Regions from separate parts of the Sus scrofa genome. Here all the other regions are linked to region 2. A link is a contact called in public Hi-C and HiChIP or PLAC-seq data. All regions are on one chromosome and are shown on one strand. The core of a region is the stretch at or near the end of the contact, and the rest is flanking DNA. Distances in the headings are between cores, read along the strand shown.

Region 1 (3,872 bases), core at 488-2,987, 140 kb after region 2:
GACAGGCAGGGGATGAAACACTTTCAAGTGTGTGTGGCCACAGTGGGCTCCCCTGGGTGTCAGCCAAGGTCTGCAGACACTATGTCATAGGACTCTAATTAGGAGACATGAATTCACTGGTTGCACATGTGCTTATCAGTCTGGGAGCAGGGAGGCAGGGTGGTGCTGTGGCTAGGACCCTTGGCGATTAGACCTGGGTTCTAATCCCTATTCTGCCATTGTGTGATCTTGTGCAAATTGCTCTGTGTCCCTACATTGTAGTTCTAGAGCATTCTGGCTGGCTGACCTCTAAGATCCTTTCCAGTTCTATCGGTTTGTTATTTTATGTCACCCTAGGGGTGAAATTCCAGGAAGAAGATAATCTGAAAAGTGGACATGATATATCCAAGATAGTTTTGGATGGAAAACACTGGACTATGTAATTATTTCCCCAATGTATATAGCCGATAAGATACTCTTAGATGATTTTAGGTTTGTTTTGCTTTTTTTTTTTTTTTTGGTACATGTGGCCACACTCCGGCATATGGAAGCTCCAGGACCAGGAATCAAATCTGAGGTGCAGCTGCAGATAAGACACTCTTAGGTGATTTTAGGTTCATTTTGCCTTGCTTTTGTCGTTTTTGGAATTTGGGGGATGGCTGGGGAGCCACAGACGGCCTTGTAGTATTAATAATATGGCTCCATGGCAGTGTTTCCCTTTTGTTTTCAGATCTAAATCCCTCCCACTTACTTGTGTGGAATAAAAGCCTCTCACTTGAGTGAATAGCAAGAACTACTGAGATTGCTTTGGAAGAGAAGGTCAGAACTACATTAGTTCATGCAGAATGAGACCCGTGGGCCTTGTCATGTTCACGTCATCGTGACATCATGCGGCCACCGACCCCGAGGAGATGCGTGGAGGGTCTTGGCGCTCAGCAGGCTCAGAAGGCCCCAGGTAGGAGGACTGAACCTTGATGGGGATGCTGGGAAGGAAAGGCTCAGGGCTTAGCATTCCTGCTCCTCCTCAGAATCCGTGGGTTCCCTTGAGGTCAGAGAGGGATAAGTGGAACCATGCACAGCTATCCAATTTTGGGGAGGATTTTAAGAGGAATGAAGCCGAGTGACTCAGCCACTGAAAGGCAACTGGACTTCAAAGCAAGAAACAAACAAACCAAAAAAAGAATCTTCAAAAGAAACATAACTGTTCTCAGGAATTACGTTGTTTTAATTTTGATTTAAAAAGTACTGTGGGGTGTTTCCATTGTGGCTCAGTGGTTAACGAACCCGACTAGGATCCATGAGGTTGCGGGTTTGATCCCTGGCCTTACTCAATGGGTTAAGGATCTGGCGTTGCCTTGAGCTGTGGTGTAGGTCGTGGACATGGCTCTGATCTGGAGTTGCTGTGGCTCTGGTGTAGGCCAACACCTAGAGCTCTGATTTGACACCTAGCCTGGGAACCTCCATATGCTGCGGGTGCGGCCCTAAGAAGACAAAAAAAAAAAAAGTACTGTGGAGGTAGGGTTGGGAGGGAACTCAAAGCTATTCTGACTGTAGTTCAGAATCCTGGGCTGACAGATATGACGAAAGTTCTAAGAGTGGGCAGAATGTGATGTCAACAGTGGGAAAACACCAGGCAAACAAAAGCAGAGGAAGGCTGAGTCTGCAATTAAGTAGGCCAAGGATAAAAGCTCCTTACATGCTGTTCTGAGAAGAGGAGGAGGAGGTGTAGCTAAGGAGAAAGTCAATATTGTGAGTCAGCCGAGTGAGACACTGGACACGCTGGAGGAGCTGACAGGTGTGGGAATATTTGCACAGTGGTGCTTGGCAGAGCCACAGCGAGCCCGAAACTGCAATGAAAGGAGCAGGCGTGTAAGACTGTTTAGTCACCATGGGAGAAATGAAGGAACACGCCAGTCGGGGTGGGGATTGGGTTACCCACAGAGCCTGGATCAAAAGAAACCCATGGATTGGAAAGGCATTTCATTTGCTCTGAGCGAGAGGATGCAGCTCTCAGGGTTACGGGTCGAGCTCTGTGCAACCAGAGCTCACGGTCCCATAGCGAGTGGCCATCCACAAAAGGCAGAGGCGAGGCCGAAAGCTGGGCTGTGGCCCCTGGGCTCTAGGTTCATTTCAGGAGGTTCCCTTTTCCTCATCAGAAAGGGCTAGAACAAGTGGCAGCCTGGGCAACCAGGCTGATTGGCTCTTTTCTTTCTGCTGTTTAAAGAGAGAATGGTTGGGAATGTGTTGGCTGGAGGAACGGGGCTGACATCTGCTGAATGCTGATGCTCGGGCTGGGTGCTATGCGCACGTTATCTCAATTTCTTGAGGTCTCTGTCATTTTTGTTGTTTTTGTAGCTATTGATACAAATAGCCAGGGAGAGAGAGTTTGCCAAAGGTCACCCAGTAAGGGGTGGCAGCTGATATTTTCATCCAGGCTCCCTGGGGACTAGGTCATCCCCCGACAGCACTGGGCACTGCCGAGCGAATCGAATCGGTCAGGACAAATAAATGAGCTGCCGGTTCTGTGCCTTGGGGAGAAAGGAGCCACATGGGCCAGTAGGTTTCTCCTTGTGGGAAAGAGAGTCGGCATCTAAGGTGACACAAACCAGCCCCCTTGACCCCCAGGCACTGACCATGTTGTTCCAGAGAGCGATGGCCAGCTCGGCATGCCCGTGTTCAGAGAAGTGCAGACAGTCCTCGGAGAAGATGCTGAGGTCAGCGCCCCCTCTCTGTGAGCAAAGGCAAGGGGTCATCTCCCTGGGGCGAGGGCCCTGCCACCTGCCCCCCCAGGCAGCGGCGCCCTGGGCTTTTCAACGTTCCTCCTTTCAATTCTGCTGCCAACTGGCTCAGATCTTGATGGAGAAAATCCCTGCTTAGGGCATTTTTATTTTTTAAAAATTCTACCCACCTCCAGTCCATCCCTGTCCCTTCAGCATCCCTGCCCTAAGAGTTGAAAAGGAATATTTTTAGGACACGTTCCCTTTCATCCCAGTCCAGCTAGGGAGCTAGGCGGAGGAGCGTGGTCACTGTTAATTTTCTCCTTTTCTTTCAAGGACATCTCGGTCCTAGTTATACTCAAAAAAGGCGGTGCAGGGAAAAGCAACCCCGCGGGGACGCTCTCGTAGGGATGGTCCAGAAAAGCCCACGTGGAGAAGGAAATACATCGCCTGAAATCCGGCTTCCCCGACCCGGTGGCAGCTTACGTTGTTCAGGGGGGCCAGCGTGTGCCGGAAGAACGGCTGCACGACCACCGCGAAGTCCTCCCGCTGCAGGTACTGGGGCCGGAAGGAGAAGCCGGAGATGCTGCTCTGTGGATGGGGGGAGAGGCTGCTCAACCCTCCCGGCAGGCTGGGCGGGTGGGGTCTGTCCTGCGGCCTTGGGTGGGCCAGGTTGGGGCCAAGGGACCGAAAGGGCATGTGCAGATGCTTAGTCTGCCCCAGGCGTGGGCGCCACCCCGCTGGGCCCTGCCATCTGGCTCGGGCCCAAGGCCTCCCCTGTTCTCACCGCCTGAAGAAGCGACTTAGAGACACAGGGTTCCCATTCAAGTGGGGAGCCTTTCCACACCAGCTCCTCAACATGCCCGTGACCTTGGGGGATGGGTATCCTGTGGACTGTACAAGGGATAGACTAGTTGTGTTTATCCTCCAGGAGCTGGTCATCCATCTGGGAAATGTGAGACAGGATGTAAAAACCCTGAAACCAGACAGGGCTTGTAGGGTCGGTGAAGTGCTCACTAAAGTTACCGGGGGAGTGAGGCAGGGGGAGGGGGGGGGCTTCTTCAAAGAAGATGACAAGCACATGAGGTGGATATGCTGCAGAAAGGCCGGGCCGGGGGCAGGGGGCAAGAACAGCCATGGATGTGAGGAGGGAGGGAGACCCATGGCCACAGGGGT
Region 2 (4,013 bases), core at 1,000-3,499:
GGGAATAAGAGAAGCCTGAAGAATTTAAGAATCCCAGGGAGGCACTGTCAAAACTAAATATACTTCCTGGGATTAAGAAGCAAGTAATGACATTCTTCACTGCCCAAGAGCAGGCTAAAAAAGCCGGAAAAGTCCCTTGTTTGGATTTGGGAGTTCCCTGAGTGAAGAGATTGTCTCTTATCTTTGGATTCCTGGTGACTGGCACAAAGCAGGTCAATAAATGTTTGCTAATTTAAAAGGAGAAAATGTCTGGACTAGAAATCAAGAAAGAAGGAAAGAAAGGGAGGGGAAAAAAAAGGAAGGGAAGAAAGAAATCATCTGAAACCAGAGCCGAATATTCATGTAATTTGAATTCACAGAAACAAATTACTTAGCCTATTTCCCCCATGATACCTTTTTTCTAAAAACCCCTGAAAAATCCACTAGTGAAGTTTCTTAATTAAATCATAAAAAGGTGCATCTGACAAAAGGCCCCCTGTTAAATATTTCAAAACACTTAAGTCTACTGTGTTTTATGTCTATTAAGTATATAAATATGTAAATATATGGAAAATAAAAGTGAGGAAGTTGAGATAACAAGCATCGGATTTTCAAATATTTCAATTTTACAAGCTAAGTTTAAAACGTATAAAAGTTTTTTGTACCAGTTGGTGGTGGGCATAAATATCCCTCAAAGTTAACAAGACACTAAAAATTTTACATAGCTGTATTTCCCCCTTAGAATAACGCACAGCTACACACACACAAACAAAATGTTTCCCCCAAAGCAAACGTCTCGTGGACCCAGTAAGATGTTCACATCTGTTAAAATCCGCAGTCTTTAACAGTGAACACGGACTGTAGGCACCAGGGGGCCTCCCAAGAATAACTTGATAGCAAAAGGAAAGGCAAACAAGAGTTCCCTGTAAAACTTTGCTCCTTATTCAGTCTTACGACTGCAGGAAGGCTTTTTACTCAGTCTTAGACTGCTGGAACGCTTGCACATCTGGAACAAATATACTGTAGTTTGTTACACAACGGTACACACAGAACTGAAGAGATACACACATGGGCGGATAAAAAAGAACTAGCGCCCTCTCCGCCGCCCCTCAAACATATAATCTTCTGTGAAGATTTTCCAAATGTAAGCACACACTGCTTCACTGTACCAAACACTTATCTTCAGGAAATTTGAAAGCAAGTAACAATGCACATGCAACCCTTCCACGCTTTCTGAGAGAGGACTCTACATTTTTTTCTTTTAATAGCTTAGTTTCTTTTCTACACACTCTAAAAGCAGTTTAGCGATGACGCAAACTTCAGGGCAAAGGGATTCACTGGCAGAAAATCGCGATTGACTTTGAGTAACATCCTGGCCGCTCCATCTCTTCTCTTTACCCTAACATAAAACTATCCAATAAAAACAGAAGGGCCCAGAAACTTCAAAAGCTGTGAAGACTTGTAAATATCTTTTAAACACAAGCGAAGCTTGACAATCGACCTTTTCTAAGTTTATGCAGAATTTAAAGCCTGCTCAAACCTGTTAAATTCTCAAACCCGAAAACCAAGCGCTTCAGTAAACATGTCTACATATTTCGTATTTCTTGCGTGCATCTTCAGCTCGCTCAAATACTTTTGTTTTACTCATTTTTAAAGCTAAATAATAAATGAAAGCTACTCAACTCCATCTTCTCCTTAAATAGAGCTGGTCCTGGAAGCATCAAGTAAAAAATGCAGAACAGATCAAACAGTTTTCTCAAGGAGAAGGTTTTATAAAATCCACTCCCAGAACAAGAATCGGAGGCAGCCAAGGGCAAGGCACAAAGAGAACAGAGAAGGAATACACTTTCCACCGGCATACAAAGCACAAGAGCACGCATCCTGGCACCCTCTTTGGGAAGGGTCACCCAGCAGCCCGGGGCTCCTCTACCCGCGTTCGGCGCGCCGCTGTGCGGGTCCCCGTAGGTCCGCAGGGGCACTGCCCGCCCGCGGGGTCAGCCCCTCTCGCCCGCCTCACCCCCACCCCCCCACCCCAACCCCGGGCCGTGTTCCCGGAGCCCGCTTCCTCCGGCCCACCAGCTTCTTAGCCCGCTCCTCGGCGGCCGCCCTGGGGCGGGAAAGGGGGTTCCCGCCCGCTCCGGTTGGCGGAGGAGGAAGCAGGGCTGAGGGAACCTCCCCTCTCCGCGGCCGGCCAGGCCCCGACTCACCCTCCAGCAGTCGGGTGATGAGACTGTCCACGTTCAGCTCCCCGTCCGCCATCTTGTCGGCACTAGACGCTCCTTCCCGGCCGCGGGAACAAGGGCTTCTCGGCGGCAGAGGCTGCGGCGACCGCTCGGCGTTCCCTCACCTACAAGTCACGCGGCGTTTCGACCCCGGTTCCAACTCCCCCTTCCCCCAGGCCCTCCCCCACCCCCTCCCCACCAAGTAGTGGAGCGCCGCACACTCGGAGGCACACACGATAAATAAATAAATAAACAAGCGGAGCCCCCACGAACCGGGCCGCGTCAGACCCAGCCGCCACCTCCTCCTCCTCGGCACCGCCCAACTCCGCAAAGCTCACCAGCGCCGCCGACGGCCCCACCCGCAGCGCCACTCACTCCACACCGCCCTTCCCCGCCACCGCGCCACGCAGGCCTCCGCGCAGCCGCACGGCGCACTCCTTCGCGGCGCCCCCCCCGTCCGCCAGCCGCGGCGCAATCGCACTAGACTCGGTTCTGCCGCCGCCGCGTCGCCGCCTTTGCGCAGGTGCGTCGCCTTCCCTCTCCACTTCCACTGCGCCGAATCGTCGCGGCTGCGCAGGCGCCCTCAAGGCTCCCGGGGGTTTGATGCTCTGGGAAAGCTCCCATTACGCAGGGCGCGCGTAGGCAGGGCTGACCTTCCGCTTCCCAGCTCCCTGAGGCTGGGCGCTCAGCAGACGACGTAGTTCTTGTGCTCTTCCCGCCTCGCCTTTCTTTTCTTGGTTTCAATCCTGGTGTTGCAAGCCAATTCCCGGGTCTTGTTAGGCGGGAAACACAGACTGCATTACCCATGTTTGAAACTGGATTTGCGCGTTTGGGAAGCAAGAATGGGGTTACTCTGCTGGAAAAGCTTGACATTGCAAATGAGGGATTTTTACCCTACGGTTCCACAAGGTTGGTTGCCCTGGTGTTCCTAGATGAAATAAATTAAATTGGGCCCTGAGGGTCAGCAGTAATAATGTTTTACGTGGGAACTGCTTTCTGCTCTCTACAGAGCGCTTTCACATAGCTTACTGTTTTTCCACAGTGTATTTTTGAGCAAGAAAAAAATACCTTCATTATATTGCTTCATCATCGTATCTTATAATTGTTGTTGCATTTTTATCTCCTACACTCTACTGTGAGCTGCTATAGGGTAAACTAAATTTATCTTTGTGCCTGCAGTTCCCACTAAGTATCTGGTACGCGGAAGAGAGGGACAAGGAAGCACAGAGGCTCAGAACAGTTCGTTGTTCACCTCGTCTTTCTACCACATAATTCTGCCTCTAGAAATACAGGAGAAAGAGTAGCCACGCAAAGCTTCTAGGTAAGCGAGAGTTTTTTGGCCCGTTCTCAGAGGTGGTCAGATGGGAAATCTTTACTCATTCCTCAGGTGTTTGTCCACAAAAATCAAACAAGATGCTGTCTCAAGCTCAAGGCAGTGCTGCTCCCGCTCACCTATTGCTAGTAATAGCTGACATTGATGAGATCTTTTTATGTGCTCTGGCGTTGCTTTATTTATTTATTTGTTTATTTTTGCTTTTTAGGGCATATCGAAGTTCCCAGGCTAGGGGTCAAATCAGAGCTGCAGCAGCTGGCTTATGCTACAGCAACAGCAATGTCAGATCTGAGCGCATCTGTGACCTACACTGCAGCTTGAGCCAATGCTGGATCCTTTAACCCACTGAGCAAGGCCAGGGATCAAACCCACATCCTCATGGATACTATTTGGGTTCGTTTCCCCTGAGCCACAATGGAAAACTCCTCTAGCACTACTTTAAATGTGTTATTTCATTTAATCCTTACACTAGCCATATG
Region 3 (3,620 bases), core at 657-3,156, 190 kb after region 2:
GCATGCCTTGGTCTGCTGGCCTGGCAGCAAATCCCAAGAGGCATGCAGGGCTCCGGAATTGTGGAGAGGCCTGGAGCTGTAGGACCTGGAGAGCTGGACCCTGCTTGCTGGAACCCTCCACCACGACCCTGTTGTCCCGTCACTCACTCACAGTTTTCCCCAGGTGGGTCGTGCAGCCCTGCTGCATGGCTGCTGGGACCACTATCCCAACCCAATGTGTCTGCATGATTTTCAGCTCCTTGGAACTGTCCCATTCAACATGGCACTGAGCCTCCCAGCTGCCCCGTGGGAGAGGGTCAGCCCCAGTTCTTAGAGGCCAAGGCTTAGAGAGGCCAGGGGAGAAGCCAGGGCTCAGGCGCAGACCACCCCCAAGCCCCGCCCCCAAGACTGGCGCTCTTCCCAGTAGCCAGGAAGGATGCCAAGTATGCAGCCTGAAAAGCAAGTTGGAGGCAGAGGAGGAGAAGAGGGCAGGAAAGGCAGAGCACTGCCAGAGTGATAAGACCTGGGACTCAGACAGAGTCTGCTCACGGCCGCTGCCTTAGGTGAACATGAGGTTTATAGAGGAGGCAAAGTCAACTGCTCAAAGCATGTACCTGGCATCAGAATCAACTGTGACTAGTTCCTGGAGGTCCAGGGAGGGGTGGGCTAGCAGGTTTATGTGTCCCACAAGAAGGGACAACCCCAAGAGAGCCCACCCCATCCAGTCTTTGACTTTAGACCCTTGCCCTAGGCCAACCCCCCAACCTTCAACCATACACCCCAGTCTAGGTCAACCTAGAGGTTCCCAGAGGATGTGTGTGGTTCACCACCACCCCCGCGCCCCCGCCCCAGGGCCCCCCACTCACTCTGCTCGGGATCCTGCCACAGCCTGGTTTAGAAAGGCCCCAGGGCTGTTTTCTCTTCCTGTCCCAACAGAGAAGCCTTTCAGGGAAGGGTTGAATTCCCGGAGGATGTCTGGAAATGGAAGAGATAAGTGTAGTCACTGCCCCAAAGCCATCTCCACATTCCTTTGATAAGCACCAGGGGGGGCTGGGGACAAAGCAGGGGCCCCACCCCACAGCTCTCAGGCTTACTGTTCACTTGGCAGTGAAACAAACCATCCAGCAGGCTGGTGCTGAACCACGGGGGCAGCACACACAGGTGCTGTGAAGTAGGGTTGAATCAATGCCAGGCTGGCTCAGGTGCTGCTCTCAGGCACTTTGCTTTCTTCTCTAAATATGCAATTGCTTCATTCGCATGTCATAAAATTCGCCAGTTTAGAGTACAACCTGATGGCTTTTAGTTCATTCATACAGTTGGGCAACTGTCCCCCCAAAAAACTTCAGAACATTTTCATCACCCCCAACGGAGCCCTGTATCCATGAGCTGTCTCCCCCCATTTCTCCCAGCTCCATGGCAACCTCTAAGTTACTCTCCGTCTCTACAGGTTGGCTTCTAAATCTGGACGTTCGTATAAAGGGAATCGTACAATACACGATGTCTTTTGTTTCCGGCTGCTTTCTCTTGGCAAGTTTTTTATCAATGGTCATCCGTGTTATAGTATGAATTGGTACTTCATTCCTTTTTAGTGGCAAATAATAAAGATCCCATGTGCGACTATATCACGTTTTCGGATTTTAACCTAACTTGGCATTCCTGGGATAAATTCCACTTGGTCATGGGGTATGATCGGTTTTATACTTGCTAGATTTGGTTTGCTGGTATTTGGTTGAGAACGCCTCCATCTATATTCAAAGGGGATACTGATCTGTAGTTTTCTTTCCTTGCCGCGTCTTTGTCTTATTTTGGCCTTAGGGCCTAATTGACAATAATACTGGCCTCATTGACTCAACTGGGAAGTAGTCCCTCCTCCTCTATTTTTGAGAGGAATTTGTGAAGAATTGGTATTATCTCTTCTTTAAATGTTTGAGGGAAGTCACCAGTGAAACCAGAACAGCCTGGCTTTTTTTTTTTTTTTTTTTTTCTTTCAGATGGGAAGTCTTTCAATGATGGATCTCTCAGCTTCTAAATCTATTCAGATGTTCTATTTCTTCTGGACTCAGTTCTCGGTAGTTTGTGTCTGTCTAGGAATTTGTCCATTTCATCTAAATTGTCTAACAGATTGGCATACCATTGCTACCGTTGTTCAAAGTGTCATCTCCTAGTCCTTTTTATTTGTGGACTAGTGTCTCCTCTTTCATTTCTGATGGTTAGGCGCTCTCCCCTCCCCCGTCCACCTTGGTCAGTCTAACTGCTTGCCAATTTTGTGCATCTTTTCAATCTCATGCATTCTAATGCCTTTACGACACTGGATCTACACTTGACTTTTCACTTTCCCATCTTCCCCAACTTGGCTGAGAAATCCTGACAGCAGGATCTGTTTACACCATTGCATATGCTCAATAAATTCTTATGGACGTGTTAAGAATAACTCCAAGTTCGGAAAAGCTGGGGGGGGATTGTTAAAAGTCATATGGTTACTGAGAATAGAATCCCAAGCTAGAATCTCAGTCTCTCGGCTCCAGTACATGGTACTTCCCCCTGGCCCAAAAGCTACTAGGATGTGGGCTAGACACTGGATGGGTATCAGTCAAGACTTTCAGGCACCACACCATCCAGCAGAGTGCTCTTGATCAACAAGCACTGCCATGGGGTCTACACAGCACAGATGGATTGAACTCATTCCTTGTGGCTTTGGGGGCGTTGTACCAATGGATGGCAATGCCTCTGATCTCTTGAACAGAAGGAAGAGCTGTGAGATCACTAGAGCTCTCTGAAGTTGGAAGAGATTGTCCTAGACTCCCCGTTACTGGAGGAACCCAGCAGAGGCCAGTTAGGTACTTAGCAGGAATATCACAGAAAGACACTACCCATCGGACAGGGCAAGGACTTGCTGGTGCGCCGTTACCGCTGCCAGAAACATGCCTCTCTCTCTTTCTTCACCTGATGAATTCCAGTTCTTAAAGTCCCTTTTTAAAAGGCAGTGTTAACAGCCTTCTTATTTTCTTTCCCCTAAACTTTGGAGGTGGCTACAATTATTGGTACACGTGTCTGTCTTTAGGGAGACATGGCCCTAAAGAGCTTCAGGGATGTCGTCTGGCCAGGCATCATTCTCCTGTTTCCCAAGCACCCAGCACTGGAGTACTTGCTGGATTCAGCTGAGGAGGGAGCTGAACTGAGGTTCTGGTCTGACCCTATGTTCTCCTAAGTTTTCCAGCATATTTCCATGTGCTTATTTCCCCATGGATGACCCCGTCCCTACAATCAGTCTGTCTTTACAATGCTAGCAAGGGAGTCTGAACAGGCAACGGTTCTGTCCTTGGGCTAAGTGTGTTGGGGGATATTGTCTCAATCTTGTAGAAATCCCTTCAGTGAAAAGTCTTATACGCTTTTTTTTTTTTTTTTTTTTTTTTTTTTTTGCTTTTTAGGGCTGTACCCTTGGCATATAGAGGTTCCCAGGCTAGGGGTCGAATCGGTGCTACAGCTGTCAGCCTACACCACAGCCACAGCAATGCAGGCTCTGAGCCACATCTGCGACCTACACCACAGCTCATGGCAATGCCAGGTCCTTAACCCACTGAGCGAGGCCAGGGATGGAACCCGCATCCTCATGGATCCTCATCGGGTTCGTTAACTACTGA

What was found. A called contact is a pair of places that touch in the nucleus more often than the background predicts. HiChIP or PLAC-seq counts read pairs in DNA pulled down with a chosen protein or histone mark.
Region 1: an H3K27ac HiChIP or PLAC-seq map of skeletal muscle shows a contact between it and region 2. The contact joins the enhancer-like site here to the promoter of PPP1CB in region 2. A contact is called at or near these places in 1 of 5 promoter capture datasets (liver), 5 of 47 Hi-C or Micro-C datasets (alveolar macrophages, embryonic fibroblasts, liver and 1 more) and 1 of 2 datasets of contacts at active chromatin or transcription factors (skeletal muscle).
Region 3: a Hi-C map of retroperitoneal adipose tissue shows a contact between it and region 2, with 1.9 times the contacts expected there. The contact joins the enhancer-like site here to the promoter of PPP1CB in region 2. A contact is called at or near these places in 2 of 5 promoter capture datasets (fetal skeletal muscle and liver), 10 of 47 Hi-C or Micro-C datasets (alveolar macrophages, embryonic fibroblasts, fetal skeletal muscle and 5 more) and 1 of 2 datasets of contacts at active chromatin or transcription factors (skeletal muscle).

The regions. Positions count from the first base shown.
Region 1 is chr3:110,612,499-110,616,370 of Sscrofa11.1, forward strand. It overlaps PLB1 (phospholipase B1, membrane-associated), which reads right to left. Exons shown (of 59, transcript XM_021087673.1): 56 at 3,183-3,287; 57 at 2,613-2,708. It overlaps LOC106509865 (a long non-coding RNA gene), which reads left to right. Exons shown (of 8, transcript XR_002342800.1): 5 at 710-934; 6 at 2,626-2,693; 7 at 3,033-3,251. Among named protein-coding and RNA genes, the nearest start is that of PLB1, 130 kb to the right of the region's middle. Within about 2 kb of position 1,738, at least 23 of the 83 cell types and tissues checked have an H3K27ac peak or open chromatin away from gene starts, as enhancers often do. A contact at or near this core is called in skeletal muscle, where this site is marked.
Region 2 is chr3:110,472,139-110,476,151 of Sscrofa11.1, forward strand. It overlaps PPP1CB (protein phosphatase 1 catalytic subunit beta), which reads right to left and starts at 2,250. Exons shown (of 8, transcript NM_214184.2): 1 at 2,187-2,250. The coding sequence starts at 2,238. LOC106509865 (a long non-coding RNA gene) reads left to right here and starts at 2,827. Exons shown (of 8, transcript XR_002342800.1): 1 at 2,827-3,110; 2 at 3,381-3,522.
Region 3 is chr3:110,666,990-110,670,609 of Sscrofa11.1, forward strand. It overlaps PLB1 (phospholipase B1, membrane-associated), which reads right to left. Exons shown (of 59, transcript XM_021087673.1): 22 at 846-954. Among named protein-coding and RNA genes, the nearest start is that of PLB1, 72 kb to the right of the region's middle. Within about 2 kb of position 1,907, at least 16 of the 83 cell types and tissues checked have an H3K27ac peak or open chromatin away from gene starts, as enhancers often do. A contact at or near this core is called in omental adipose tissue and retroperitoneal adipose tissue, where this site is marked.